5 separate regions of the Mus musculus genome follow, and regions 2, 3, 4 and 5 are each linked to region 1. Evidence: chromatin contacts called from public Hi-C and targeted proximity ligation data. All regions are on one chromosome and are shown on one strand. The core of a region is the stretch at or near the end of the contact, and the rest is flanking DNA. Distances in the headings are between cores, read along the strand shown.

Evidence for each region. Hi-C and Micro-C count contacts between places; a contact is called where the count stands out from the background.
Region 2: a targeted proximity ligation map of pancreatic cancer cells shows a contact between it and region 1. A contact is called at or near these places in 4 of 39 promoter capture datasets (the 3T3-L1 cell line, HPC-7-derived erythroid cells, liver and 1 more) and 1 of 130 datasets of targeted methods (pancreatic cancer cells).
Region 3: a contact with region 1 is called in a Hi-C map of B cells, with 7 read pairs. A contact is called at or near these places in 5 of 39 promoter capture datasets (embryonic stem cells, liver and pre-B cells), 1 of 484 Hi-C or Micro-C datasets (B cells), 2 of 130 datasets of targeted methods (embryonic stem cells and pancreatic cancer cells) and 4 of 9 other capture datasets (adipose tissue, embryonic stem cells, liver and 1 more).
Region 4: a targeted proximity ligation map of embryonic stem cells shows a contact between it and region 1, with 6 read pairs. A contact is called at or near these places in 8 of 39 promoter capture datasets (the HPC-7 cell line, cranial neural crest, embryonic stem cells and 3 more), 5 of 130 datasets of targeted methods (embryonic stem cells, large pre-B cells and stem cell-derived neural progenitor cells) and 1 of 9 other capture datasets (embryonic stem cells).
Region 5: a contact with region 1 is called in a targeted proximity ligation map of embryonic stem cells, with 11 times the contacts expected there. A contact is called at or near these places in 11 of 39 promoter capture datasets (the 3T3-L1 cell line, 3T3-L1-derived adipocytes, cranial neural crest and 7 more), 16 of 130 datasets of targeted methods (astrocytes, bone marrow-derived macrophages, embryonic forebrain and 4 more) and 1 of 9 other capture datasets (embryonic stem cells).

Annotation. Positions count from the first base shown.
Region 1 is chr19:8,711,509-8,717,613 of GRCm38.p6, forward strand. It overlaps Slc3a2 (solute carrier family 3 (activators of dibasic and neutral amino acid transport), member 2), which reads right to left and starts at 2,389. Exons shown (of 9, transcript NM_008577.4): 1 at 1,834-2,389; 2 at 1,222-1,395; 3 at 326-420. The coding sequence starts at 2,239.
Region 2 is chr19:10,630,851-10,636,955 of GRCm38.p6, forward strand. Vwce (von Willebrand factor C and EGF domains) reads left to right here and starts at 3,383. Exons shown (of 20, transcript NM_027913.2): 1 at 3,383-3,733. The coding sequence starts at 3,624.
Region 3 is chr19:7,238,335-7,244,439 of GRCm38.p6, forward strand. It overlaps Naa40 (N(alpha)-acetyltransferase 40, NatD catalytic subunit), which reads right to left and starts at 2,888. Exons shown (of 8, transcript NM_027643.1): 1 at 2,604-2,888. The coding sequence starts at 2,609.
Region 4 is chr19:7,380,331-7,386,435 of GRCm38.p6, forward strand. 1700105P06Rik (RIKEN cDNA 1700105P06 gene) reads left to right here and starts at 2,673. Exons shown (of 1, transcript NR_045703.1): 1 at 2,673-3,231. Spindoc (spindlin interactor and repressor of chromatin binding) reads right to left here and starts at 2,696. Exons shown (of 6, transcript NM_001033139.3): 1 at 2,342-2,696. The coding sequence starts at 2,471.
Region 5 is chr19:7,580,641-7,586,745 of GRCm38.p6, forward strand. Plaat3 (phospholipase A and acyltransferase 3) reads left to right here. Exons shown (of 5, transcript NM_139269.2): 5 at 4,925-6,105. The coding sequence ends at 5,026. Among named protein-coding and RNA genes, the nearest start is that of Lgals12, 24 kb to the right of the region's middle.

The sequences.
Region 1 (6,105 bases), core at 1,139-3,638:
ACCAGTCAGGTCAGGGTTCCCACAGAGAAAGAAAAGACTTCCTATCACAAAAAGAAAAATTAAACTTCCAGTTCCAGACTGACATCTGAGAAATTCCCTTCCTGGCACAGCCTCACTTCTAGAGTAAAGGAAACACATACACACACACACACACACACAAAGCAGTCAGAACAGAAACAAGAAGAACACCGTGCACCTGGGCCTATCCCTCCGGCTATGGGAAGAGGTATTCCTGCTTGGGAGAACCACACAGTGCACAGGAGGCTTGCTGTGAATAAATCCACACAGCACCAACATCTGTATGCTGTCGGCCATAAAACCTCACCTTCATTTTGGTGGCTACAATGTCAGCCTGAGCAGGGAGGAACCACGCATTCTGGCCCTGGTAGTTGGGAGTGAGGTCCAAAATGATGTGAATGCCTAGAAAAATAACGAGTTGAGAGAACTCCTTTGGGGAAGAAGAGGAAACAAGGAACTTGAACACAGGTTACTAGGTGAACCTACATACGGTTTGCACAGAATCTGAAGGAAACCCACAAAAGCCCTCAGGTGGTTTTATACTAGAGCAGTTCCTCCTCCGCCCACACACACACACACACACAAGTTTCCATACTGAGGTTTTGGTTTCTTTCTTATTTTCCCCTCCCATGAAGTCAGGGTTCTGTGTATGTGGGCGGGCTGCCTGAGGATAAATAAGCCCCTACATCTCCTTCCCAAGTGTGGGGTTATAGGCACATGCTGCTTGTGTTGTGCTGAGGAATCAAACTCAGGTCTTCATGGATCCTAGACAAGCACTCTTACAAACTGAGCTACGTTGTCAGCCCTCTATAGTGAACTCTAAAGCAGCATTTGAATCTCTTCTATATATAGGATCTACTTTATACATTTAAAAGCCATTTATTTTATCGAGCCATGGTGACACACTTAAGTCTAGCACTCGGGACCAGGGGAGCTCTGTAAACTCTCATCCGGCCTGGTCATGGTAGTCAGGTACAGGCCAACCAATTACATGGTGAGACCCTACCTGAGAACCAAAACCAAAATAAATACATAAAAATTACGCTCACGCATGAAGCACATTTTTTAGTGTAAATCATAACATATTCCCCCTTGTGCCTGACACAAAAAAACTGAGCCAGTTAGGAGAAAAATCAGACAAAAACTCTATCCTGTTTCTGGGCCAGAATGCCAAACCCTTTCTAGTTCCTTAGAAAGACCTACTCTTTTTCTTGGCACTTTGTAGAAGGTCTTTAAAATCTTCCTGGGAGCCCAAAGTGGGATTAATCTGTTTCAGGTCGGTTTCATTGATTTCATCCTTCTGGTTCTTGTGAATTGGGCCTAACACCAGGCCCTTCACCTTCAGGGTGCTCAAGTACTCCAGATGGCTCTTCAGACCTAGGAGGAGAGGGTTGGGTTAACCAATAGGGCATGAAAAGCCTCCAGCCTCCACATTCTCTCCACCACTTCCCGACTCCCTCTGACGCGGGTTGGATCATGAGACAAAGTAGCTGACGCAAGGAGTCTCACACATTACTTCAGAAACTGGTTTGAACTGGCTCAGGGCCGCGTGGTTGGGGGAGGGGAGAGGAGAAAGATGATGTGCTGAGTCAGGCACCCTTAGGAAGAAGTAGGGGTCCGGCTAGCGTTTTTTTTTTTTTTTTTTTAAAGAAAGGGGGGGGGATTTTTGCCAGGGAGTCGTCCCAAAAAAAATAGGTTGCAGTAAAGAATCACCAGCGTTCTAGAGAAGACGAGGAGGAAGGAAAAAAGCAGCAGAATGCCCGATTAAACGAGGGATTCATGGGGGCAAGGGATGAGGGTGCACACCCTACTCACCAGCTATGCCTCCCGCATCCCGGCCTACAAAGGCCTGAAGGTCGCCGATGCGGTAGAGGGCGCCCTTGTGCCACCACCTCTGTACAGGCAGCTCACGGCAGCGCGGCGCCCGAACGATGATAACCACGGCGCCCGCCAGCATGCCCAGCCAACCGAGCCAGAAGAGCAGCAGCAGCGCCCAGCGGGTGCGCACCCAGCCAGGGCTGCCCGCTACCTTCAGTAGCTCCTCCTTGGATAAGCCGGTGAACTTGACCCCGGCCTCCGTCTCGTCCTCCGCCACCTTGATCTTCACCAGACCGTTCTTCTCCCCGGCCGCCGCCCCGTCCGCTGCATTCATGGGCTGCTTCTCCGGTTCTAGCTCGTTCAGCTCCACATCTTTCATGTCCACTTCGGTGTCCTGGCTCATGGTGCCTGCAGAAACGGTGACACGACACGGCCTGTAGTCAGTGAGGCAGCTCTAATCCTGCCTGGATCCCCGTTCAGAGAGGCGTCCCGTGGCCGTGAGGCTAGCAGAGCTTCCTAACTGCTTCTGCCGCTGGGCGGGTGTGGCGGCGGGGAAGTGACCCAGGACTCCGCCCCGGTCCGCCTCTTAAAGAGATGCAGAGAAGTCTTTTCGCACCTCCAGCCTCGCTGAATACTCCCGTCTATCCCTAACGCTTATTCCTGCAAGAGTCTGGGAAGGGGAGCTTGTGGTCAGAAACCCTTAGAATAACAAACGTGAATTTGTCTTGACCAGGTTTCAAAGCCCCTCCTCCGACCTTCCGGCCCCTTACCCTGCGAGGCCTCTTTTCTCTCCACAAGATGACACCAGTCTCCATCCACATCGTGATCCCTTCGCCCCAAGCACGGCTCAGGCTGATCTCCCCAACTTCACACAGACCTTGGCACTACATCTCACTTCTGCTTTACGTACATCTTCTCATACTCCGGACTTAGCTGAGTTCCTGGATTCTCCTCGGGGCTTACACGTACTCACCTTTCAAGACTCCTTGAATTTAATTCCTCAGGCAGCAACTATTTACTGGGCACCCACTCCAATCCTTTGCTTCATCAACTGCATAGGATCAACTCTAATCCGTTCTTCTTGATTTTAAAATTCAACTGCAGAATTGAAGTGGTCACTACCCTTATTATCTTACCCTAGTTACTAGCAAGAATGTTGGATTACTGGGAATCAGGCATCCAGAAGAGATTAATGGGGCTGTAATAAACATTCCGAAGGTATTGAGGCACCTACCCTTTTAATATACAAGCTGTTCTAACTCTTTTTTTCTTTTTTTTTTAACTATTTACTATTTTTTAACTATTTACTCACTTATTATATGTGACTACACTGTAGCTGTCTTCAGATGCACCAGAAGAACTATTTACTCACTTATTATATGTGACTACACTGTAGCTGTCTTCAGATGTACCAGAAGAGGGCGTCAGAACTCGTTACAGATGGTTGTGAGCCACCATGTGGTTCCTGGGAATTGAACTCGGGACCTTTGAAAGAGCAGTGAGTGCTCTTAACTGCTGAGCCATCTCTCCAGCCCCTGTTCTAACTCTTAACCACCTTGCAATAACTCTCAAACCCTCTAGTGTGCCGGGCTACATCAGTTGACTATGCTAGGCCCTGGAACCAGCTTAGTTCCCTCACACTTTGAAAGTTTCTCAAATTCCCCCGGCAGAGGTCCTTGGCAAGAGGAAGGGTAAATGGGGCAGACTGGGTTAGCAGCAGGGACAAGTGAAAAGTGAACATCAACTCTAGGAGGTGCCAACAATTTCAGGAACTTTGTGTTCCAATTAGGTTATTTTCAGAGAGAATCGGAAGGAAACAACAGGTCCTTTCTCCCTCTCCCCACGTAGGCCGGCAGCCAAGATTGCTATGTATTTGGAAGAAAGCAGAAGCCAAGGCCAGAACAGTAGAGAGGAAGGGATATGAAAAGTCTCATCACCTGCCACTGTCCTTTTGAATTCCCAAAGTCCTCCCCGGCCTCACTAGAGAAAAGTCTATACACCAGCTCCTAGGAAGAGGGAAGAGGCTAAGGGTCATGCTAGTGTTCATAGTTGATAAGAGTCCTACCTTGCCCTGGGCATGACAGATAAGAAAAGTCCAATGCAGAGTTTATACACAGCGTGAAAGCTCAAGGTTTGTGGACTGTGAAGCAGAAGCACTCCTTGAAAGGGTTTGATGAAATGCTCATTAGAAACATGGTGTTTCAATCAACCAAACTGAAAACAAGATGGATCAAACCAACCAGATGTTCATCTGGAGCCGGGCGTGGTGGCGCACACCTTTGATCCCAGCACTCGGGAGGCAGAGGCAGGTGGATCTCTGAGTTCGAGGCCAGCCTGGTCTACAGAGTGAGTTCCAGGACAGCCATGGCTACACAGAGAAACCCTGTCTCAAAAAACCAAACCAAAGGGCTGGTGAGATGGCTCAGTGGGTAAGAGCACCCTACTGCTCTTCTGAAGGTCCGGAGTTCAAATCCCAGCAACCACATGGTGGCTCACAACCATCCATTAACGAGAGCGTCTGAAGACAGCTACAGTGTACTTACATATAATGAATAAATAAATCTTTAAAAAAAAAAAGACCAAAAAGAGAAAAAAGATGTTCCTCTGGTGAAGGTGCCTAGCCAGCAAACCTGAGCTCACTCCTCAGTGATCAGTGAAGATCAGTGAAAGGAGAACTGATTCCCAGGAGCTGTCTTCTGCCCTCCACACATGCGCACTGCCCTCCACACATGCGCACTGCCCTCCACAAAGTAAGTAAAATTTAAGGTAACACAGTATCTCCCCGCCCCCACCTCCAAGTGGCAGAAATCTATTCCTAAGCATCTTAGAGAGGAGACGTGAGCTCCCATCAGTCTTTTCAGCAGCACCCTTCCTAATCACTACTGTTCAGCCACAGCAGCTTTCTAGCACCTGCCAGAGTCACGACACACAGGGTGTTTCCATTCTTAATGCCTCCTGTGCATGCTGTCCTGCTGTTTGGATCTTCCTGCTAAGTTACTCTTCCTCCTTCAAGCTCTGACTCAAGTGACAGCATCTCTCAATGCTCTACGTAGATTGCTTTCCCTTACCAGGGATAGAACACAATAACTAACACAGTTGACTATATAAACTTAAAGGACTGACGATGCAGTTCAGAAGACCGGTGCTTTCCTACCATGTGCAAGGCCCAGGGTTCAATCTGCAACACCAAAGCAGTGAAGGATGAAGGACTGGGGGTGGAGCTCAGCCAGTGCTTGCTTAGCATTTGAAAGCCCTGAGTTCTATCCTTAGCACCACATAAACCAGGCACAGAGGAGGCACAGGCCTAAAACCCCAGGAAGTGGAGGCATGAAAAGTTCAAAGTAGGGGCTGGTGAGATGGCTCAGTGGGTAAGAGCACCCGACTGCTCTTCCGAAGGTCAGGAGTTCAAATCCCAGCAACCACATGGTGGCTCACAACCATCTGTAACGAGATCTGACGCCCTCTTCTGGAGTGTCTGAGGACAGCTACAGTGTACTTACATATAACAAATAAATAAATAAATAAATCTTAAAAAAAAAAAAAAAGAAAAAAAAAAGAAAAGTTCAAAGTAACCCTCAACCACGCGACAAGTTTGAGGCCAGCCTGGGCGACATAAGACCCTGACTCAAAAACAAACAGCAAAGACAAAACTGGGGTAAATACAATAGATATGCTGGGATGGGTTGATTGTGTGAAGCCATAATGAGAACTGAAGCCCAACGGTGCAGGAATACCCAAGTCAGCAGGAATACACTGGTGAGAGGAGCACCTGAATCTTTTAGAAGTGAGAAAGGGAGGGGCACAGCTGAGCCACTGAGAATGCAAAGACCATAGGACTGAACCACAGGACATTTATCACTTGTAACCAAAGTACAAAGTGACCAGGAAGCACTGAGTCACAGCACATCCAGAACATCCCATCACGTGCTGAATGCAGTCTAACATTATCAAGTCCTAACGTCACATCGATTCAGCTTGTCTTTGATAACCTTGAAACAGTTCTTCCATGCTGAAGCAAAACCAAAATTACTGGAAGTACACAAGCCAGTAACCTAGACCCCATCAGAACCATCATCATTTATGCATCATGCGAAAAAGGACCTATGTAACATAGGGTGTCTTGAACAGACCACACAAAGAAGGAAATGAAAAGGTAGAATTTGTGGGTACCAGCTATTAATAGAGGGGAGTCATATTCCTAAATAGCCTCAAAAAAACTAAGTAGAAGGGAATTGGGTTTAAGGTGCACCTGTAATCCTAACACTCTGG
Region 2 (6,105 bases), core at 2,133-4,632, 1.9 Mb after region 1:
GTGTATGAGCTAGGCGCAGTGGCACAAATCCCAGCAGAGGCACTTGGATCTCTTGAGTTTGAGGCCAACCTGATCTACATAGTCCCAGGACAGCCAGGGCTATACAGAAAAACCCTTTCTCAAAAAACCAAAAACAACCAAGACCAGGCTTTGATAAGGTGTTTGGAGAATTGGGGATTTAAGTTAAGCTGTAATTTTAAGAGATTCTAGCTTACAAAGGGCAAGCAAGCACCTCAGCATTGAGGTGTGCTACCAAGTGTCCCGAGTCATTCGTCATTGCTGTTGTTTTCTGTAGTCAGCCTGCTCGGGTTCTGGATCCTGAGACGGGATCGTTAAAACTTTATCTTCATGCAGAGTCAAACTCACTCCACCAAGGTTCCACATCCACTTCTGAGGAATATGCTGTCTGCCTACTTGTGGACATTTCTGTCCCTTATAGAGACAGAAAAGAGGAGGTGTTAAAGATGCTTTATTTTGGGATGAGGATGGACTGAACATAGCTACAATGTGACACATGAAAGCTTGACAGTTGAGCTACATCTCCAGTCTGTCTCATTTATTTGTTTGTATTGTATATATTCACTTGAGACTGAATTCCAGAAACCCTTCGATGCTGGCTTTCTGCCTGCACACTCCCAAAATCCCCTCTTAAATACCATTTATCACTTCTCAGGGTGAAAGGTCATCTTCAGAGATCTCCAACCAGCTGGTTAGGCCACTGCATGAGCCATCCATGCAGGCACTGATGAGCCAGCTTTATTCCCAAGCCTCCAAAGGAGGAATCCTCGGAGAGACTAGAAACACAGATTCACATCACATGACCATTGGGAAGGGTCTCAAACCAGAGGCCTGAGTTCTGCAGCCAACATCTTGGATCCTTTTTTTAATTATTATTAGATTTTTTTAAAATTTACATTTCAAATTTTATCCCCTTTCCTCATTTCCTCTCTGAAAACCCCCCATTCCACCCTCCACCCACCCCAACCCACCCACTCCTGCTTTCCTGTCCTGGCATTCCCCTACACTGGGGCACCGAGCCTTCACAAGACCAACGGCCACTCCTCTCATTGATGTCCCACAAGGCCATCCTCTGCTACATATACAGCTGGAGCCTTGAGTCTCTCCATGTGTACTCTGGTTGGTGGTTTAGTCCCTGGGAGCTCTCGGGGTACTGATTGGTTCATACTGTTTCTCCTATGGAACATCTTGGATCCTTTATTCAGTGAAAGGTCTCTTGTGAAGTCACAGAAATGGGGAGGAAGCACCAAATGAACAAACATTAGTCCTGGAAGATGGACGGCTCATATAGGAAAGACTCAACTGAAGCCCCAGGACCGAACAGGGCAAGGAAGAGCAAATGAAACTAAAGGACCAACAGCTGCTTTGATGGGAAGGTAGATGCCAGAGGACTGAAGACACTGTAGGGAGATGGAATGCTGGGCTGGCTCAGAAAAGGGTGTAAGGGCCGTGCAGTGGTGGCGCTTGCCTTTAGTCCCAGCACTTGGGAGGCAGAGGCAGGCGGATTTCTGAGTTCGAGGCCAGCCTGGTCTACAGAGTGAGTTCTAGGACAGCCAAAGTACACAGAGAAACCCTGTCTCGAAAAACCAAAAAAAAAAAAAAAAAAAAAAAAAAAAAAAAAGAAAAGAAAAGAAAAGAAAAGGGTGTAAGGGTCCTCCAGTCCGAATTTCCTACTTTCTATATCTAGAAATCTACAGTAGGGCAATGAGGGTTTTGATCTTCCACCTGCTAGCGAGTGAGTTCTGCAGAGGAGAGTGTGGGGCTACAGCAGTGAACGGAAGTGGAGAGGTATGCTGGGTGATAAACAACAAATGTCATGAGCCATGAGGGCTGTAGTAAGGGGATTTATCCTGTGTGTAGTGGTTTCAGAGATAGCTTCCCAGGGATGGGAAGGAAGAACACCTGTCTTGTGACAGTAGCAAGCGCAGCCTCTGCCTTTTCCAGGCAAGAAAGCTGCCCTAAGGAGTCTGAAGGTCCTTAGGACTCGATGTGTAGGTACAGAGAAGTCACATTCATCTTTGGCACTATGCTTGCTGTGAGCTTGACTAGATAATAGAATGGGCCCAAACAAGATGAGATACAGGTCCAAATGTAAGTCTCGGTTCAGCCACGTGGGTTAAGGTAGAAAGATGGCTGGCCAGTTGTTATGCCAACAGCTAGTTGTTATGGCAGAATAACCTCCATAAAAGCAAGCAAGCAAGGAAGGAATGGTTTATCTGGCTCACAGGTGCAGCCATCTTGGCAGGGGAAGCATAGAGAGCCAGATGAATGTTAGCACTCACTTTATGGTCTTTGTATTTGGTCCGGCCCATGTGACAATGCCACTCACATTTAGGATGGGTCTTCACAACTCAGTTAAATCCTTCTGGAAACAGCTCTGACACACACAAAGGTTTATTGCCTAGGAGCTTCTATATCCATTCAAGTTGAAAATAACAATTAGCCATGGCACCACAACATCCAAAAGTACTTGAACTTTTCCTCTTACTGCAAATTAAGGGTCGGGGGACCAACAAGCATCAAACACCCGAGTTAACGTTTGCTCAGAAACTAAAAGGAAAGTGTCTGTGAGAAGGCAGCTAGCATCCAGGTCATCTGTGCACAGTTTATCTGTGGTCACCAATGCCAATGATCTTGGGATCAGCACGAGGCAGAAGCGAAGGATTTAGTCGTGCTTGGGAAGTACAGTTTTTAAAAACTAGTTCAGCCAATTTTTCTTATTCCTAGAAGTCTTTACACAGACGCTTGACTAATCCAGACTGGGTAGGGTTAGGCGGGGCTTGCTACCAGAACAAGGTAAAACTCGAGCCTTCTTTTCGCTTCCTCCCAACTAGATCTTTCTCAGTTCTATCATTTTGCTCTACATTCTTCAGCCTAAACCTCTTCTAGCCTGAGCCAACTTCGAAGCCTGAGCCCAAACACTGAACCTTCTAGTTCTGCGCCCCTAGCTCCCTTGCCACCTGCGCACTGCTTTCTTACCTCCCAGGTGAGCTAGGAAGCTGTCCACTCAACCATTTGACTCCCAGCAGGTAGCTTGTGGGTTCAAAACAGGCTAATGTCCTTTGGCAAGGAAGCAGACTAAACCACCAATACACTATCCTTACCATCTAGTGGGCTTGGGGAGAGTCAAAACTGCCTCGCTTCAGTGCCCTGGGTTTGAGTGTCCACAAGTCTCACCTACTGAGAATTCAGATTGGATTCTATGGAAACTCAAAAACCTTGTTCCTGAAGTTTCTTTCCAACTTGGTTCGAAGCCTTCAGTCATTCTGTGGAAAGCGACTCCCAAACCCAGGCTGGGGGTGTGGGCCGAGGGTGAAACCCCGCCCTCGGGGTCCCTGATCTTTGCTCCCGCCCCAGGCTCCACGCCTCCCGGAGAGGCACCGGCGGGCGGCGCTCCTTTTGTGTGTTTCTTTCCAAGGTGCAAGGACCCCCACCCCCACCCGCCTAGGCAGTCCTCCCCTAACCACCAGCCCTCTTCTCGTCGTCCTCAGTCCCTGCCAGCTGTGGGGGAACCAGATCGCTTCCAGGAGGAGGGACAAGGTCGGTAGCCCCCTCCCCGGTGCGGGACCTGAGCCCAGTAGAGTCCAGGACCTCTGCTGCCAGTCATGTGGGCTAGACTGTTGCTCCATGTCGCCTACATCTTGATCCCGTTGCTGGGGTCTTCAGCCCGAGGCTATACCGGGAGGAAGGCGCCAGGGCACTACTCTGCGGAGAGGTAAGAGCCCGGTGCCTTTCAGCGGCCCAGCCTTCTAGCGCCACTGCGTGGAGCTGGAAGACACTAGCATAGGGCAGCTGCTGGACCTGTAGCCTCTGTGGCGAGGGCACACCAGGGGTCTGGACAAAGAGACAGTAGTTTGTGCCAGTTGGGTGGCCCTGGCTGGGGACTGCTCTGGCTAAGGAATCTGGGAGATGGAGATCGCGGCTCCAAGGAATCTTGTACTATGGGAATAGGCTGACCCTCTGGCTAGGGAACCCCAGCACATGCCAATTGGTCTCAACTGCCTGGCTTTCTTCCTTGGTGGTGCGGGACCCCCTCCGTTTCTGCACACGTTGCTTTGGGGTTGGGGGTTTTCTCAGTGTCTCTTGCTCTCTGCACCCGGTGGACCTTGGAGCCACCGGTGGCTCAGGGTTATGCTTTGGTATCTGCGCATGTGTGCACAGGCCGGGGAGGCGGGAGGCCGCAGGCGACAGGCGGGAGGCGTGTCTTTCCAAACCCAATCATTTTCCCTAAGTTTGTCTTAGTCCTCTACCACTAAGGGGTGATGAGGGAGTGGTGATCGTGTGTGCGTGATGCTTATAGCAAGGGTACACGTTGTCAGCGGGTGGCCTGGCCCACGGCCACATCTTCCCAGGGGCGCTCAGAGGGGCTGCCCTGGAGGAAGAGCTTACCGCCCAGCACGTGGGTTCTGCGATCTCTTGCAGTTCCTGCAGATCTCCCACCACCTGTCTCCCTGGCATCACTGTGCCACACACGAAAAGCTCCTTGGGGCTTTCTGGTGGGCACCCTACCCTTGCCTATCTGAAGTGGAACTCCACCAGCTTCCACAGGCACCCTACCATTTACCACTTCGATGGCACCTCACGCCCCTTTCAGAGCCCCCTTTGGCTTAGCTATTAAGTTGTTCTGTAGATCCCAGCTGCCGGATTCTCTGCCTCAGCTGTTGCTATCATCGTTTCTATGTGTGACATCACTGTTGGTCTGGTTTGTCTTCACTGGTTTTGACTTCTGAGAGGAAAAAAGGACTTGGCCCTAGGGAAAATCCCCAGCAAACTTTCCTGTACTGCTATGGTTCCCCCTAGGTTTCCACATTTGACCCAGATTATTAACCCTAAGAGCCAGGCAAGTTCGTCTTATCCTGTATCATTTCTGTCTGATACATGGACAGGCATAGAGGGTGCTCTGGTTGGTGGGATGAAATCCCCATCAGCTCTGGGTATGTGGGGAAAGTCATCTGGTGCCTATTGCTTTGCCTGGGTTCATGGTCCTTGCTCCACGGCTCCAGGAGTTCTAGCCCTTGTTAATCTCCCGGTTAGCCCATGCTCAGGCTGGTCCATCTGTCTGTATTGCCCTCTCCTTCCCCATTTTCATACTGAGTCTCTGGTCTTCTTTCTCACGCAGCAGGGGAGCTGTCCTTCCAGTGACCTTCTCCTGATGCCCTTCAAGGCTCCATAAGCCCTCCCAGAGTCCCCACTGAGCTGTTCCCATCACCTGGGTCCTGCTGTCCTTTGATATCGAGGGCAGTAACACATTCATGGCCTTACAGACTGCAGTTTGACATTTTTAGACACTGGCCCCAGAAGGTGGAGGGCCATGGGTACCTTGTTGCCAGCCTAGGGGAATGCCACCCAGACCTGCTTTCTCCCTTTACCAATTGAGCAGTTGTGACTTACTTTAGATGTAGAACTGAACAAATAAGAAGCCCTTGTCCTGGGCTGGAGAGATGGCTCAGTGGTTAAGAGCACTGACTGCACTTCCAGAGGTCCTGAGTTCAATTCCCAGCAACCACATGGTGGCTCACAACCATCTGTAATGGGGATCTGATGCCCTCTTCTGGTGTGTCTGAAGACAGCTGCAGTGTACTCATATACATAAAATAAGTAAATAATAATAATAGAAGGAAGCCCTTGTCCTCGAGGAGTTGAGAGGATACGGACAGTGAAGATGTCATGAAATTAGCAAGTAAGCGAGTGTCCTAGAAAGGACGGTGGAGAGCAGCAGAGCAGGCTAAGGTCAGCAAGAGAGGCTTTGGGGAAGAAGATGTGAACAAAAGACCTGAGTGAGGGATGAGAGTGAGTGTGTTAGACATTATATTTCTGGGTGTACACACCTTCAATCCCAGAACTCAGGAAGGAGCAAAGGCAGGTAGCTCCCTGTGAGTCCCAGACCAGCAAACCAAAACAATAATAACAAAAAATATAGTCATATAGCCCAAGATGGTCTTGAATACATCAGGTAGCCCAAACAGGCTTCAAACTTGTGATCCTCCTGTCTCAGCCATCTTAGTGATAAGAGGTCAGGTCCCAAAGCAGCCACCTCCCCCCCCCCCCCACCCCCATGCTGCTCAACTGCAGTCTTCTGTCATCTTT
Region 3 (6,105 bases), core at 1,638-4,137, 1.5 Mb before region 1:
TAGAGATGGTCTCTGTTTACAGGAACCCACTAGTGTCAGACACTCTGCCCGTGCATTCTTTTTTGGGGGTGGGGGGCACAGGATCTCCTATAGCTCAGGTTGGCTCCTAACTTGTTATATGGCTAAGGATGACCTTGAACTTCTGTTCCTCCTGCCTCTTCTTCCTGAGTGCTAGGATTACAGGCTTGAATTACTTTACCCAGTCTACGAGGTGCTAGGAATCAAACCCAGGACCTCAGGCATGCCAGGCAGGCACTCTATAGAACAGCTATATCCCTAGCCCTCTGCCTCTGCTTTTCTAAAAAGAATGTGTTGTAGACAGCTCAGCTGTGAGAACCAACTACTAATTCAAGTCCTAGAGTTCTGACAGGTCTTCCCAGCCTCAGCTGGACTCAGCTCCACCAGGCAGGAGTAGGTTTACTTTACTTACCAGTGTGTGCACAAACAGGAGGCTCAGATTCAAATTCAGGCTTGAACCCCTTACTAGTCTAGGAGTCACAAAGAGAAATAAAAAGACAACCCACAAACAAACTCCACCAGTGGCTGCTTCCAGAAGAGATTTGACATCACTTAGGCCTCCGTGTCAATGCTTCCACCCAACTGGTTCTGGCAAGGGGAGAGATATATCCTCTAACTCAAACCCAACAGTAGTAGAACCCGGGAGAGGTGTTGTTCCACTTGCTCCCACTATCACTCAGCCTGGGGTTTAGAAGCAGGGTACTTCCTAGGGGAATGGGTGGCAACTACTAGGAACAACTGCTTCAAGTTATGCAGGTGGGGCATGGAGGCTGGGGTGGGGACTGATGAGAGTAATGGGAGTATTCCAGATCTGATCCAATGAAGGTAATTCAAGTCTCTGCTGCTTTGAGTTTTAGGCCAGGAGACACTCTGATGGGAGTTGTGAGAAACATCTCCACAGTATGAGCAATAGATGGGGACTCAAAGGAAGCCCAGTGTATCTGGGCCCCATGACTTCAGTGCCACCAATGAATAAGTACAGAACCTGAGGCATGTCACCCTCTTAGGGCTTTGTCTGCAGTGGCTGATTCTGGGCAAAGAGTTAATGAGTAATACTAGAAACTTGATTTCATTTAGCTTCAACAACAGCAGGGGCCTGCAACTGCTCACTAAAATTGAAGTTAAATATGCCAAAGTCTCTCAGCCTTGATTTTCTTCATATTGAATAAAAATTACTGTCTGAACTATGACAAATGCTTTGGAAGGTTTTGAGGTTTTTGTGAAGACTGAACTCAGGGCCTCACATATGTTAAGCATACACTCTACTACGGAGCTATGTAACCCCAGGCCCCTCAAGTTTTGTTTTGACATTGATCCCAAAATAAGTGTTTTGTCACAAGCTAGACTACTTTTGTCTAATAAGCTGATTTGTTTGTGAGAGAGGGAAAAAAAAAAATCTAGGTTAGTGACAGTAGGGACAAACCCAAAGGAATAAAAATAGCACCAATCTATTTTAGATCACTGAAGTGAGGCTGAGAATATAAGCAAAATAGCAGCTACTGCTTAAAGGCACCTAGTGGGCTATTTACATCCATTTTCTCATTTAATCTTCATCACTATCCTAAGAGGAGGTCACGTGCATCGCACAAATAGGAATAAAACCAAGCCAGGCCTCATCACCTGCAGGGTCATGCCACTAGCCGTTAAAGATGGGGCTGCCACTGAGGCACATCTAGTTTCAAAGTCAGGACTCGCTAAAAGTGTTGCAAATTCCACACGAACCCTATGATCAGAGAGTTACATTTTTAGGAGGGTGCTTTTGCCCAACCCTAGATCTGCATATCCCAGGAAAGGCCATGGAAATGCATCTTCTTGCTGTCAGACCATAACAGGTGGTTACTATACATCCAGGCTGGGACTATAACCAGCCCATCCCCCCTACTCATCTGTACACCTCCACCCCCTCTTCCATTGCAAGCCACCTGCAGTAACAAGACTAAGAACAATCCAACTTCTAAGATCCATTTTACTGCAGCCAGAAGCTGAACGGGCATGCCTGTGTGGTAAGGAAGACTACGTTTCATCTGAAGCAGGAAGAAGCTGGTAGCAGACGGTTCAAAAGTGTAGGGGAACTGGCTGGGCAGAGACTTGAGCAGTGGGAAGCAGATTCCATCGAGACTCCGGAGTCACCGGATGGGGTCCAGCGCCCAAGCCATATCAATGTGACCTTGGCCATACGCCTTCTTGCCTCCCTGCCTCAGTTCCCTACAAGTTCGGGTAGCAGGAAACCGCTAGGACCGTGACAGCCAGATGATGGGTGTCTTCAAGGAGCAAGGGGCTAATATCAGGGACGCAGCAGGGGCTCGGGAGTGGGGAGGCCTTCTAGGGGGTCAGAGAGGCAGGAAGGGGCACGAAGAGAACGGAGTGGGGGGCGGGGGGGAGAAGAGGGCTCCCAGAGAATTTCTGGGCTAGGCTCAACGCCGGGACCTTTACAACGAGGCGTGGGGAACTCTTGTCAAGTGGGGGCCGGGGGTCACGTGAGACTGTAAGGGGTCAGGGTCACGTGAGGGGGTTCACGAAACAATGAGGACGCAGAGGGTGAACGGCAGCTGTGGACTTCCCATTACTTCTCCAGCCTCACTTACCCCCATGGTGGCGGCGGCGGCGACGGCGGCGGCCCTCGGCTCCCCTCTCGCACTTGCCCGTAGGGAGGTGGCAACGGCGGAACCCGAGCGACAGCGAAGCGGCCGGCCGCGCACTACGCATGCGTCTCACAAATCCCCCGCGCGTCCTAGAGGGCCCCGCGCCGGCGCAGAACCGGACCAGAGTGGGCGGCGAGCGCGAAGGCGCGCAGGTGGAACGGTTGCCGTGCGCGCGGAAGGCCTGAGAACAGAAAGGCGGGAGGCGCGGCAGAGCGTCGCGCTAGGAATGACGCGCACGCGCCGGCCCCGCCCCCTCGACGGTCCGCGTCTGTAACTATGGCAACGACCACGCGGAGCGGAAGGGCGCGCGCCGGCCTGGAGCAAGCTAGCCTCGGAGCCACTTGGTGGGCGGTGGTGCGGGCTGCCTTCGCTGAGGCGCGCAGGCACAGCCAAAAGTCTGGAAGCATTCTGACTTCTAGAAGCTGACCCTTGGCATGCCTTTTCTAACAAGTCCTGTTATACCCATTCATCCTTCTCAACATTCGTTCACACGGCATTAACATGCACATACATTGTGCTGAACCCAGAGGATACAGAAGTTTGTGTCCTAAAGGAGCTTGTAACTCCTGTGTAACTAAAGACCTCAGGTGTTCTGGGTCCTATTTTTTTCAGTTTGAGCAGACATCTGGGTAGTGTGACCTCCACATGACCTGCATGGGAATCACCTAGGGAGATAGAGCAGTTTGCAAACCCTTGGGACTAACCCTGAAATCTGGGGTGGAGGCGGGAATCAAAATCTTAGCTTTCTTGGTTTTTTTTTGTTTGGTTGGTTGGTTTTTGTTGTTGTTGTTGTTTTTGTTTTGCTTGGTTTGGCTTAGGTTGGCCTCCTTGACCCTGCCAGCCCTGTACTGAGGGTCAAATTCATGGTTTCACACATGATAGAGTTCTGTCATTGAGCTACAACCCCTACTCCAGAGTCTCTATTAGCGCGGGCACACACACACACAAAATTAGAACGCCCTGGCTCCAGTCTTAAATTTAAAATTTTCAGATTTTAATCATTATCCTACGTTTATTGCTCAGAGAAGTTGTAGCCCTGGCAACGTGCAGCGAGTGCCTACTGCAGTGGTAGGCACTGTTTCAGGCAGCAAAGAAAACAATACCAAGCTGAGTGTGGTGGCTCCTACCTGTGATCCAAGTACTATGGAAGCAGAGGTTGGAGGACCATGGGGCTTGAGAGACAGCTCAGAGGTTAAGAGCAATGGCTACCCATCTAAAAGAACCAGGTTCCTAGGACTCATGGCAGCTTAGAACTATATATAACTCCAGGTACAAGGGATCTAACACAGTCACACAGACACAGTCAGGCGATCCCAGCATTTGGGAGGCAGAGGCAAGTGGATCTCATTAGTTTGAGGCCAGCTTGGTCTATAGACCAAGTTCCAGGACAGCCAGGGCTACGCAGAGAAATCCTAGCTTGAAAGACCTAAATAAATAAAATCTCAAAAAATTTAAAAAAGAAAAGAGAGAGAGAGAGAAGGAAAGAAATAGTATCAAACAGGAAAAAGATCTGCTGGTATTTTCTAGAAAGGAGATAATAAGCCAGTTAAATAAATAATAAAAGAATAGTATGTGCCCTGGGTACCATGAAGGAAAAGAAAGCCTGTCAGGAAAGGATTTATAATTGTATCTAGGATGCTTGGGGAAGATAACACGAGGTGGTGGTAGTTGAGCCAAGATCTTTAGGGAGTCAGAGAGCAAGTCATGAAGCTACCTGGGAGCAGGGCAGGGCATTCCAGGAGGGGGGGTGGTGTCAAACAGTCCCTGACTTTCCCTGCAGGTGGGAATGCTGTTAGTTGGCACTCCTAGCATTAAGTACAGTGTGGCCAGGGCAAATGGGACCTGCAGGAGCAGGATATGAAGTGGACTCAGGCAGGTAAGAAGCGTTTCTTTTGCAGCTCATAGACTTGCAGAGACTTGGGGATTTAGACCACTGCTGGAAACTGAGTGGAGGGGCCACCAGCTGGTTTAGGTGTTCTGAGGCCCACTGGGCTGCTGATTCGACAAGGAGATATATAGTAGAGGTAAGGTTACAGGAAGAGGAGTCAGGCAAAGAGTGAGATGCCACAGGCAGGTGGTTGCTGGGAATTGAACTCATGACCTTTGGAAGAGCAGCCAGCACTCTTAACTGCTGAGCCATCTCTCCGGCCGCTTGTTTGTTTTTCAACACGGTTTTTCTGTGTAGCCCTGGCACTTGCCTCCTGAGCTGGAATCAAAGGCGTGTGCCACCATCACCTGGCTAGGAAGTCTTCCTTTTAATGTTGTATAAATCCACCAGCCAGAATGTAAGAAAATTGATGAATCTGCAGTTGGCTCCTTATCTGGAAGTCAGAAAATGTATTGCTGAAGGTCACTTCCTAACACTCTGGAGACCAGGCCGCTGGGAGAGGGAGCTGAGGCGGGTGGGTGAGAAGACATCTGAGTGAACTTTTGGAGAATGAGGCAGGAGTCCAACAGAAAATCCTCCCTGCCGTCTGGCTTTTCCTCTGGCCTCTCCTGAAGTCACTGTCGTGGTCAGCTCTTTCTTTACTGATCCAATCTCCATATCCTTTCTGCTACCCTCGACCCACCCTCTCTCACACTTTCGGACTCATCTTACTTTTGGTTTTTTTGCAGTGTTGAGGACTGAAGGCAGGGCACATTGATTTGCCTCTAAGCTATATCCCCAGGCCTACTACAAGTCATCCAAGCAACCCCTCCCCCACCCAAGCTACCTGAAAAAGCCCAATATCTGATTATTGTCCCCAAGACACACTACAAGCAACCGTCTTCTTCCAAGGGAGGTCATAAGGGTTAAATGAGAGGGATACAAGGCCTCACAAGGAAAGTCCCCCTTTCCCTCTTCTCTGACCAACATCGTCCCATTCTGAGGATGCTTTCTCATTAACCATTCCCCTATGGTTGAAGAACCCCCTCCTCCATTCTCATTCTCTCTGACTTCATGGACAGGGACATTAATCCCTGGTCTTCCCCATGTCTGGAGTGGCTCTGGCTGTCCCTTCTACCTGCCCGCTGGATCTCCTTTTTTCTTGACAATAGGTCCCACGTAGTCCAAGATGGCCCCAAGTTTGCGTCAGAGCTCAGACTGGTCTTGAACCTCTGATCTTCCTGCCTCTACATCTCAAGTGCTGGGACTTCAAAAAGCTATATTCCCAGGCCTACTACAAGTCACCCAAGCACGCCTGACTTTTCTTCCTCCCTTTCCTCTAATGCGGCCACTCCTTCAAACAGCTATAGGCTTCAGGCACCCATTTATTCTCCCACTCATTGTTGCCTCGTCCCAGGAATAAGGGAGGGAAAGGTGTGTGTGTGTGTGTGTGTGTAGTGACAGGACCCCCTTCTAACCTACCTGGGAGTACAGTGGGGAAGGAGAGGCATCATAATCAGGTGAGTGTCCCCTGATTTCCTCACTCCTGCAACCCTGACCTCTTCCTAAATTCTGGAT
Region 4 (6,105 bases), core at 1,423-3,922, 1.3 Mb before region 1:
GGTGGTGGATCTCTAGGCTTTGAGCTTTTAAATGCCGAATGCCATTCCCAGTTAGTACATATGCTCTTTCTCTCTGCCTCCCCCAGTTACCGCCTGTTCTCTCTCTGCCTTGTGCTTGTGGAACAGGTTAAGCTCTCAGCTATTGCCCCAGAACTATGCCTGCCTGCTGTCATGCTTTTAGTTATGATGGTCATGGACTCTAACCCTAAACACTCAACTTTAAAAAAACCCAAAACTATAGTTTTGGTGTTTTGAGACTGGGTTTTCCTATGTAACCCTGGCTGTCCCTGGGCCTCAAATGTTAAGATTTAAAGGTGTATGCCAGGAAGTCCCATAAACACCTTTTGTTTATACTTTGCATTGGTCATGGTGTTTGTCACAATAGAAAAGTAACTAAGACAAAAACAAAACAAAACAAAACAAAAAAACCAACACCTTATTTTTTCTTTTAGAAAACATTATCTCATCCGGGGGTGGTGGCACACGCCTTTAGTCCTAGCACTTGGGAGGCAGAGGCAGGCAGATTTCTGAGTTCGAGGCCAGCCTGGTCTACAGAGTGAGTTCCAGGACAGCCAGGACTATACAGAGAAACCCTGTCTCTGTACCAAACCAAACCAAACCAAACCAAACCAAAACTATCTCACTATAGCTCTGGTTGGCCTGCAACTATATAGACTAGGATGACCTGAAACTCCCAAGTCTGCCTGCCTCTGCCTCCTGAGTGACAGAATTAAAGATGTGCACCACTGTGCTGAGCCCAAAGAATAATACTTTGAACTCATCCACTTTCTCATACTCTAGATGTTCTTAGAACCTTGAGCTAAGCCAAGAGGCTTCTAAAATCTTTCCACTTGGTCTTCTAAGCTCTCTTTCATTCTTACTAGAGATACTTTTCCTAACAAGAGAAACAAATTCTAACTAGCCTCTCATTTCTCTTTATCCCCATTCTGTAGTCTCTAAACGAACTGATTACTGGGCAGGGAGAAGACTGGGCTAGTAAGAGCTCTTACTGCCAACCCTGATGAACCAAATTCAATGCCACAGTGCTGTGAGAACTGACTCCCAAGAGTTGCCCAGATCTCTTCATACTTGACGCAACTGACAAACAGACACAGGCACAGACACACACAACAAAGAGAACTCACTGCCACCTAACATACTATTCGATATTTACCTGCTGGCTACCACTGGATGCACACTTAAGAGCAGGGTTTCACTTACCCTGGTCCCTACTGTTTACCATTCTCAGCTCTGCCTGAAGCTATATGCTTGGCATATAGCTGCCCACTAAAGCTGAAGAATGAACCTCTGTAGATGTCTACTTCCCTCTCACAGTGATGAAGCCATCTTGGTTAAGCACTCTATAAACCAGCACAAGTAAAAAATAACCTGTGTGATGCACCAAACAGTGAGAGGAATGTGCCCCACCCCCCAATTTCCTAACCTTCCCTCCCATCTCCAAAAATGAGTTAAAGAAACACAATGACCAATTTGGTTCTCAATCTATTCTGGGTACTGTCATGCTTAAGGGAAACAGGTATTCCACCCTAAGGAAATATTTGCATTTTTCATGACTAATTATCTTCCACAAAGGTAGCTCTTTGTTTTCTCCTTTGGACCAGAGAGGCTGGGGAAGGAGGACGGGAAGGGAGAGCAATGTATTCCCAGATTGTCCCTCAAACACCTCCTTTGGTGACTAATCTCCATGTAGATGACATGGCTTGTTACCCACCCCCAAGCAAGTCCCGCTTTTCTCAAACGGGGTGCTACTAGCAATTCCATTCAAATGCCGGGTTTTAGACTTGACACCTGTGGCTCCTGAAACAGAAGGCCTAGAGGATTGAGGACGGGTGGAGGCTTCTACTTACTGGGTTATTTCCCCTCTCTGGAGGTCGCCAGCCGCGCCAGCCTTCACCTCCGTTATCACTACGGGGGACTAGCCTGGGGCCTAGAGGCCTGGTCGCCCCTCGGCCTAAGAAACAGACCGGAACCGGGAGACAACAGCCGGGCACAAACCACTGTACTGGGAATCCGGCCTCTACTCTGGGCCCGAGGGGGCGCAGGGAACCGGAAGACCTGAACCGCTCCTTCGGTGTGGATGGAAGTCTCTAGACCCTGAGCGGGGGAGGGGCGGCGGAGGAAGGGGGGCTCCGAGAGGCCTGGGATTCCAAACCCGGTGGGGGAGGAGCGAGGGCGCCGTAGCCGCGGACCGGACAGGGAAGGGCCCTCTGGGGCTGCAGATGCCGGCCCAGGGAAGCGCCTGGGGACCGGGAACCGGGGACCGGGACCTGGAGATCTAGTCCCGGACCACCAAGCGGAAGTGAGGTGTCCCCCCCCTCACCTCGGAGCATCGGCTCGGGCCGCGGGATCACGGCCACCACCACGGCCTCGTCGTCATCATCCCCTTCCTCACACTTGAGCGTCACCTCGAAGCAATCCAGAGCCGCGGCGCCCTTGGCTTTCAGGGCCATGGCGAGGCGAAGAAGGGCGACCGGATAGCCGAGGACGTTCGCACAGACCTCGGCGCACCGCCTGTGGCGGCCGCCTCCTGCCCCGGACCACCCCGGGCCCGCGGCTCGCCTAGCTCACCCGCCGCTCGCCCGGCCGCCCCGCCAGCCACGGGCTTCAACGCGTCACGACCCCGGGCGGGGAGGGTTCGATCCGGGGCCCCCAACCCCGCCGCTCCCTTTTATGGAGGCTCATTGTCAGCGTCCGTCCGGCAGTCCCGCCTCCAGACCAGGCTGGCCAATCACGTGAGGACACGCCCCCTAGCCCCGCCCCAGCCACAGGTCTGGGCCAGAACCCTGTGCAGCGCGTTTGTCTCTGGCCGGTTTGCTCGGCGGCGAAGCCTGGAGTTTTCCTGGGAGCGGCGCCGGCAGCCTTGGAGACCCGGTAGGGCATCCCCACCAATGGCTGGAGGAAAGGGCTGCTCGGCATCTTACTTCTTGGCTTTCCCCTGACTAGCTGCCTGCCTGGGAGGCAACACAGACGAGAAAAGACCGGTGGGGATGTGTGAAGGATACATAGGCTCAGAAGTGTGGAGACATCTCTTCTAATTTCTTTGGGCCTCGTTCCTTTCTACTAGCACATACGCTTTAGGGAAAGAAAAATCACTTTGGATCCTCCTAAACAAAGATTCTAGAAGATGAAGAGGACAAGAGTGGCGTGTGGGCGTGTGTAAACCGCTTCCGATGGATATAATTTACGTTAAAAACAAAACAAAACAAAAAACGTGAGTCCAGAGAGTGTGGCCTTTTCCCAGGACACAGCAAATCCCCTGAGAGCCTCCAAGACCGGGATCCGGTTGCTATGGCGCTGCTGCCTGGCATTCGTGCCTGAGTGAAGACTGTCACAATGGGCACTTACACTTCTGCATAACATCCCCTCCCCACACACATACACACACCAGACACGCTAGATTTCAGCTGAGAAACGGCAAAAATGTCTGGCACTCAAAATTCTGATTTTAAGTGCTACCAACAGTAATTATCAGCCCAGAAACAGTAATTGTGGATGATGTAGGAGGCTAGGGGACAGAAGAGAAACAGTTCACTTACCGTATATTGTGTGTGTGTGTGTGTGTGTGTGTGTGTGTGTGTGTGTGTGTGTTTGTGTGTGCGCGCGCGCCCTGGGCATACCCACCCCCCCCCCATCCACTGCATAACCAGCTTTTATTTTGTTGAGATAAGGACTCACTTTCATGTCAGTCTGACCTGGAATCTGTGTAACCCTGCTTGCCCCAAACCTTTTCCTCCTCCCTCCATTCCCCTGGCACAAGGATTAAAGGTCTGAGCTGACACCACATACAGCAGCCACAATAGAAAGAACTGAGGAAATTTCTATTACTTTGAAATGTACCCAGTACTAAAAAGATACTCCAAATCAAGCAATTTCCTAGGCCTGGATAGTTCTTACCTAAAGGCTGTTCTTTGCTTTTTGCCCAATGCCTCTGGGTAGGTAGTCTGTTCTGTTTTTGCAGTGGGCTGGCTACAGGACTCAAGCTTCCGGGAGATTGTGACTAAGGCCTGAAAGGCAAGAAAAAGAAAAGCCTGTTATTTCCCTCCCTCTGTCCCTCCTGAGTTCTAACTCCTCCTGAGCAGGTGAGGCTGTGTCTCCAGTGTCTTTGTGAGTCCTTGGTTTGTGTCACTTCCCTGTTGGGCTTCCAGCCCTTCTGTCACCCTGTCACTTGGGTCACCCTGTGGTTCCTATTTCTTGTTTGATTCCAAAGCGATGGGTAGCCCTAGTATTGCACCAGATTCTTATTTAATTATATATATTTGTTTTCTTATGGGTTGTGCACCAGAGTACTTGTCTGAAGGCTAGAGCAACAGCTTCGGGGAGCTGGTTCTCGTCTTTGTGTGGGCTCTGGGGATTGTACACTGGTTTGTCACTAGCCCTCTACCATATACTTAATAGACTAGTTCTTTGGCCATCACGAGTGTAAGTGACAATTTTGGAATTTTAGTTTCTTTGGGAAAATAAAACACAAAAATATAAGAATACTCCAGGCAGTGGTGGCCCACGCCTTTGATCCCAGCACTAGGGAGGCAGAGGCAGGCAGATTTCTGAGTTCAAGGCCAGCCTGGTCTACAGAATGAGTTCCAGGACAGCCAGGACTACACAGAGAATCTCTCTCATATATATATATATATAATTTTAATCCCAGGTGTGGGATATGGGGCTGCTTCGATTTGTCCACAGCAGCTGACTATGGTTTGCCTCATGCTCTAGCAGGGGTGTGATTTTGTCAGCTGCAAATAGTTTCTGCATTTATGTGACATTTGGAATTCTGAGGATTTCTGAGAGGGTATATAAATGGTAGGGTGGAATTTGTGGTGATAGTGGTGGAGGAGGTGGTGTATAGTTGGGGAGTTGTCAGTTGGTTTTTGGTCAGTTTAAGTAGTCCCACACAAAGAAGAAACGAGAAATTAGATATCCCGGTGGCAAAGATCAAACTTGCCCCAAGGAACCTGACACCCCTAATCAGCAGGAAGTAGTCTAATGATAGCATCATCCCTTTCTAACCTCCCACTTTATTCAGGGTCTCTTTCCTTTCCTTGATATCCTTTTCTCTCCTCTGTTGGCCTTCTTGCTCAAATAGAAAGGCATCCTGGGACTCAAAAGCCCAAGAACAGGGAAGCCCAGGAACCTCACAGCAGCTCCCAGAGGAGGGAATCCCCAGCTAAGCTAAGGAGCCTCAGTCCTGTTCCATTTCACTTCTCATTGCTTCTTGGCTTCTTTCTATGAGTCACAACAGGTAGCAAATTCCATAATAAGAGATTTATTGGGAGGATCAAGGGTGTGGAGGGCCCAGGGGTGGCTGCCTCTGCTACTGGGAGTGAACAGCAAGGAACTGACACAGGTTCTTACTGGGCAGAGCTTTCTAGTTAGATATTTCCAGGTGAGGATTGGTAGGATTTTTAAATCCTGAATTTGGGAAGCTCAGGGATTGTGGGTTTTGTTCAGACTTTTCAAAATACAAAATAATTGTATTTTGAGTAAACTAGTTATTTAGAATTTGTTTCACTTAAGGCGAGTGCACCACTTATGAAATCATGGCTTTAAAAAAAGATCTATTTATTTATTTGTTTATGTATGTGAGTGTACTGTTGCTGTCTACAGACACACCAGAAGAGGGCATCAGATCTCGTTACAGATGGTTGTGAGCCAGAGCAGTCAGTGCTCTTAACCACTGAGCCATTTCTCTAGTCCCCAAACCATGGCTTATACCTATCATTTCTACAAGACACCATCCTATCTTGTCATAACCTTGTTCCACACCATTAACAGGCATATGCTGTATGACTATTGTGAAAGCTGATGGTGGTGATCTCCTATCCCAGGGCCACCCCTCCTCCCTCTCTGGCACAGTTTCCTTTCCTCTTTCCTCCTGCAAGAAACTCCTGCTGTCTTGCTCAGTCACCAGGGCCAAGCCTTTTGTTCTCCCTTTTCTTGTGCTCCTGCCTCCCCATCGTGTCCATTTCCACCCATAATTTTTCCAGCGGCACAGCCAACTCTGCAACCTGTTCAGAAGCAGGAGAGCAGAGCAACCCCTTTTGTTTTCCCATTTCAGCCATTTTGTTGTTGTTGTTGTTGTTTCTCAGG
Region 5 (6,105 bases), core at 1,426-3,925, 1.1 Mb before region 1:
TTTCTGCCCTCCATTAGTTGAATACTGCTCATCGGCTATGACAAGGATATACCCTTGTCAAGGGCAATGGACATAGAGGAGCAGCAAGCACGTTTCTAACTAAGCAGGCGAGGAAGGCAATGTTGCTAGTGTTTGCTGAGCACTCCCGAGGGTGTGAGCCACAGTCTGGCTTTAGTGACATAGAACAGCCACTCTGAGGAAGGAAGCAGACAGGGATCTGAGACGAATGTCATTAGTTCCTGGTTCCTGGGTGACTGCAATAACGGTGGTGGCATACTTTTAATCCTAGTACTCCAGAGATAGAGGCAGAGTTCAAACTGGTCTACAGGGAGAGTTCTAGGATAGCTAGGGCTTCACAGAGAAACCTTGTCTTGAAAAAACAAACAAAACAAAACAAAAAAACCAAAGCAAACAAAAGGTAGAAAATGAGTACTCAGAAAGTCTGTCTATTTGCACAAGGCTCAAGGCCCTGTGGACTCAATGACCAGCAACCCTACAATAGTTACATTAGCTGCTTTTCTTACCACTGTGATCAAACATCCAGCAGGCTGCAGGTTAAGGAGGGAAGTTTGTTTTGGCTGATGACTGGCAGCAACCAGTCCTCACCGTGGGAGAAGGTGTGGTGGTGGGAGGTTCTTGCCGGGGTAGTGCGGGTCAGGAAGTGGAGGAAGGGAAATGCTGGTGCACAGCCTCTTTTCTTCCTCTTTTCTCAGCGAATGCAGTGGTGCTGTTCACATCCAGGGCAGTCTCCCCATGTTGATCCTCTCTGGACGGCCCTCACAGCAACACCCAGAGGTGTGCCTCATGAGTGCTTTAGGCATTTCTTCATCTGAAATCAATCATAATAACAGTTCACTAAGAAATGTTGCCTTTAAAAAGATCTTTTATGTGTGAAATGTTATCTATATATAGCACGATGCAACAATAAACAGTATTATAATTCCTGCTATGTGGCCATCTGTTAGTGGCCTCTGAGCTCCTTAATCACTAGAGGGAATTTAGTTAGGCATGTTTACAGGGATAGAAATTACAGGAACAAAGAGATTTTTGGCAAAAAAATAAGGCTCAAACATTTGGCAGGCAACAGTAAAAACAAAAACAAAAAACAAAAACCCTCACAGGCTATGTAAATAACAATAACTTTGCTCTGTGAAAGCATTCTTTTAGCAAACAGAAATCGGACCTGCAGTGTGATGTTGCTCTACTGTGATGCCCTTCCCTGCAGGCAGCTTTGAACAAGTGTTAATTTTCCCTGATAAGAGTAGAGACTTCTAAGCCGGGTGGTGGTGGCGCACGCCTTTAATCCCAGCACTTGGGAGGCAGAGGCAGGTGAATTTCTGAGTTCGAGGCCAGCCTGGTCTACAGAGTGAGTTCCAGGACCGCCAGGGCTACACAGAGAAACCCTGTCTCGAAAAACAAACAAAACAAAACAAAACAAAACAAAACAAAGAGTAGAGACTTCTAACCAGCAGGCAGAACTCAGTCTACCTAAATAAAACTTCAATTTAATTACATAGAACCTGTCACCAAGCTATCATAACATGTTCTTAAGTACATATAAAAAAGATGTATGTATGTATGTATGTATGTATGTATGTATGTATGTATGTATGTATGATCTGACTGTACCACTTTCTTAGTACCACCAGGACTAACTAGATACTATATTCATATCCTAACCATTCTCTTTGTGTACTAAGTGTGACCACAAACACTGGGGCTATTGTTGTGTGCCTCCACAAAGTATCTTTTGTCTGAACCAGCAGTATCAGCATTTGTTTGCACATTATGGCTTTCAGGAAAGAATGAGGCTCATGTTGTTCCTCCTCCATTATCTGCATTTTACCCCTCCTGATATAGAACTCAGCAAGGAAAACACTGGATAGAAAAGGTGTGTGTGTGTGTGTGTGTGTGTGTGTGTGTGTGTTCCTGTGTGTCTGAGTGTATGTAGAGGCAAAAAGTCAACTTCCAGTGTCATTCTGCAGGTACTGTCCCTATTTTTTTTTAAATGAACGAACAATCAAACAAACAAAAACATCTCTTGATGACTTGGAATTTGTCAACTAGGCTGAGCTGACTGACAGTCCCAGGAAACGGGTTTTTCTCATCTCCCTGCACTTGGGTTACAAATGCATGCCCCCATACTTGGCTTTTTAAGGGGTTCAGGAGATCGAACTCAGGTTTTTGTTTTACAAGTCAAGCACTTACTCACTGTTCCATCTCCCCAGGTAACTCCATAACACCATGGCTTGAGGCCAGCCAGCAGTCAGAGCTCTCTGGTTGGTAGTACCATTCACACTTGCATCCAAACTAGGTTAACAATGAGGGAAGGCAGGGGGTATAGAAGGTAGGCACTAGGTAAGGAGCCAATGAATAGGGTGAGGGCAAGGGGCTCATTAATGTTGTGAGATGACCCCAGTGGGCTGTTTTCAGTACCCACAGTCTGTTTCTACTTGGCATGGTCAGATTCCCTAGAAAACTCTTCCAGGCTTGAGTGGAGGGTGACATTCTGGGAACAGCAGAGGGGTCTTGGAGGCTCAATTTAGCATGCTCATAGTCACTCAGTGCCCCGTTGGCGGTTACGATACAATCTGGAATGCATGTCTAGACTTGCAGATCCCTAGAGCTTCTGTTTTACCCTGTCCAGAGATCAGTCACGCCTCTGCTGGGGCGAGGGAGGGGGTCCGTGAAACTGGAGGAAGTGCTCTCTCTCTCTTCCTTTTCACTCCCAGAGGAACCTGGGTGTGTCCATCTGACGGAGGAAGTGCTTTCTCTTCCTTTTCACTTCCAGAGGAACCTGGGTGTGTCCATCTGACCCTTTTAGGAGTTTCTTTCTTTAACACAGGCTACTTCTCAGCTTCTTTGTCCTCAGCCATAAGAGCTAGGCTCACAACAAAAAACGAAATGCCTCTAATTAAAAAGAAAGATCTCTGTGGTGCTGGGTAGTGAACTCAGTGTCTTCTCCATGGTAGGCTGTTGCTCGACCATAGCTGTCTCCCAGCCCAAACAAATGCTGTCTTTTATTTCAGTTAGGTTTTAGGAGGGAGTGGAATTTGACAAATGTTTAGCTTTTCCCTACACCCCCTCTTTTGCAATGCTTTTTGTCCTACTCGATAGCAGCTCAAGTCAGATAGTCTCACATCTGCATTACATAACTACCTTTACTAGTGGAATTTACTTAAGAATAGACAGATGGAGACCGGTAAGAATAGACAGATGGAGACTGGTGCCTAGACTTTAGGCAGAACCTGGGGAATCTTGTGGATGAGGGGGAAGAAGGATTGTGGGAGCCAATGGGGTCAAGGACACCAAAAGAAAACTCACAGAATTAACTAACCTGGGTCCATAGGGGATCACAGAGACTGAACCACAACCAGGGAGCCTGACTGTGACTGACCAAGGCCCTCTGCACATGTTACAGTTGTATAGCTTGGTCTTCATATGGGGCTCCTAACAGTGGGAGCAGGAGCTGCCTCATCTAGCCTCAATAGGAGAGGATGTGCCTAGTCTTAACTGCAACTTGATATGCTAGGCCTGGTTGATATGCAGAGAAGTGGGGAAGGGTGGGGAGAAGATCTAGGAGGAAGGGAGAGAGGGGAACGGGGGTTGGGAGGTAAAATAAATAAATAAATACATAAATAAATAAGAAAGAATAGAGAGGTTCAGTGGCTCACATTCTCCTGGAATCCCAATGCATGGTGGGTAAAGGCAGGACCAGGAGTTTAAGGCCATCTTTGGTGCTGGTTAGTTTTATATCAACTTGACACAAGTTAGAGTAGTTTTGGAATGAGAGAACCTCAACTAAGAAAATGTCCCCACCAGATTGGCCTGTGAGCAAGCCTATGGTGCATTTTCTTGCTTGATAATTGGTACGGGAAGGCCCGTTTCACTGTAGGCATTAACATTCCTGGGCTGGTGGCCCCAGGTGTTAAGAAAGCAGGAGGAGCAAGCCATGAGAAGCAAGCCTGCAAGCATAAGCAATGTTCCTCCATGGCCTCCACACAGGCTCCTGCCCTGCCTTCCCTCAGTGATGGAGCATTACCTGGAAGTGTAAGATAGAACAAACCCTTTCTTCTACAAGTTGCTTTTGGTCACGGTGTTTTATCACAGCAATAGAAACTGTAACTAAGACCAAGTTTGAGACCAGTCTGGACTACATGCAACCTTTTCTTAAAAAAATAAAAATAAAAATAAAAATAAATAAAAAGAGACCTGTGGAATAGAGGCAACTATGTCTTGACTCTGGTCTCTTGGTGAACACTGGAGTCCATACAAAGAGAGAGCTGGGTGTAGTGTCATGCCTGGCACTCAGGAGGCCAAGGCAGGGGGTCTTGAGTTCAGGGTGCTACAGAGCAAGATCCTGACTCCATAAGAGAAAAACAAGCATTCAGCAAAACAAACAAACAAACAAACAAACAAACAAACAAACAAACACAAGAAACCCCAGCCCTTTAAAGGGCTGAGCACCTCCAAGCCTGGCAGGCCGGACACTGGACACATGGCATGAGGTGAGGTCCTTGCTCTCATGGAGGTCAGATTTTTTTTTTTTTTTTGAGTTCTCAATTGCAATCCCTTCCTGACCTTACACTTGCCCACTGGCTGTCCATCTTCCCATTCTGCTGTCATCCCTCTCTTCTTTCCATAGATGCCTTACAAAGGTTTGTATGCTTTAAATAGTCCAGAGCCTCATTCAGGTTACTATTTTGAGTCTGTGTCAATTCCAGGCCAGCTGGTTCTGTCCATTCATTTCCTTGCCCAGCCCTCTCCTTCCCACTGCCCCTGCCAGTATTTGTTGGCTCTTCAGTTTGGCCACTGGAAGCGAAGGGGGCATGCGAAGTGACATGAGCAGAGTGACCCTGGTCAATGAAAAGCCTGTTCCCACACTCGTTACACAGAGCTTGACTCACCCTCCTCTCTGTTGCAGGTCAGAGATGCGGTCAAGGCGGTAGGCATCGCTGGAGTGGGCTTGGCGGCCTTGGGCCTCGTTGGAGTCATGCTCTCCAGAAACAAGAAACAGAAGCAATGAGCTGAATGACTGCCCAGTTTTTGGGCTCTTCTTTTGCTAGAGGGTTTGGAGTTTGATTTATAGATTCTATTGCTTTATAATTAGGTTTATTTTCACAACATACAATAAACCACAAGAAAGGAATTTTTGTGAGGATACTGCAGTAGCTACCTGGTGTGAAGTCTCTGGAGGGAAGCTCGGGGCTCTGTTCTGGATAACAGTCTTTCCTGGCTGGCCTTTCTGTTTGCTGTGGTACCCTTTGTATTGCAGAAAACAGAGTCCAACACTGTTATCTCAAGTGAAGCGCATTACTGCGTGCCAGATACTATGGTATGCCAAAGGAGACAGCCTGGGTACACAGAAATGGAAACATCAGATAGCCAGGGATCTTGGCCTAGAACTTGTTTCAACGTGGCGCTTTGAGACTCAGGCGCTGGAGTTTATGGATATTCAGTGGTGTGAGAAGGACAAATCCTGGAGTGTTGGGGCTTTAGCTCAGTGATAGAGTGCTTTCCTGGCGAGCATGCAGTTTTAGGTTCAATCCCTCGTGTCATCCTAAAACCTTCCGATTTCCTTCTGCAGTACAGCTCTGTTCTAGTCAGGTTTCTATTGCTAAGATAAAGACTTGAAACCCCTTGGGGGAGGAAATGGTTTATTGGCTTACATATCCCTGGCCACAGTCCATTGAGAGACGCTCAAAGGAACTCAAGGCAGGAACCGAAGCAGAAACCATGATGGGTGCTGCTTATTGGCTTGCTCGCCGTGACATACATCTTGTCTGTTGGAGCCCTGGTCAGGATTGAAACGTTGCTCTGTAAAAGCTTTCTCCCGACTTATGCGCATCTTGCACAGAATACACATGTGCTCGCTGAGTTCCAGCACTGAGAGAATAGTTTTCTTTGGCTCAGGTTCCTTAGGGCTTCACGTCAGTGCTCAAGGTCCCCAAACCCAAAGGACCTAGACCTAAGTTCAAAGGGCAGGTGTCCCGATGCTCACCCTCCCACACAATATTCATAATATTTAGATAATATTAATTTATACCTAAACTAATAGTGAGTGGGGCAAGAGAAAGAAGGAGAAAAAACAAATACAAGAGAACT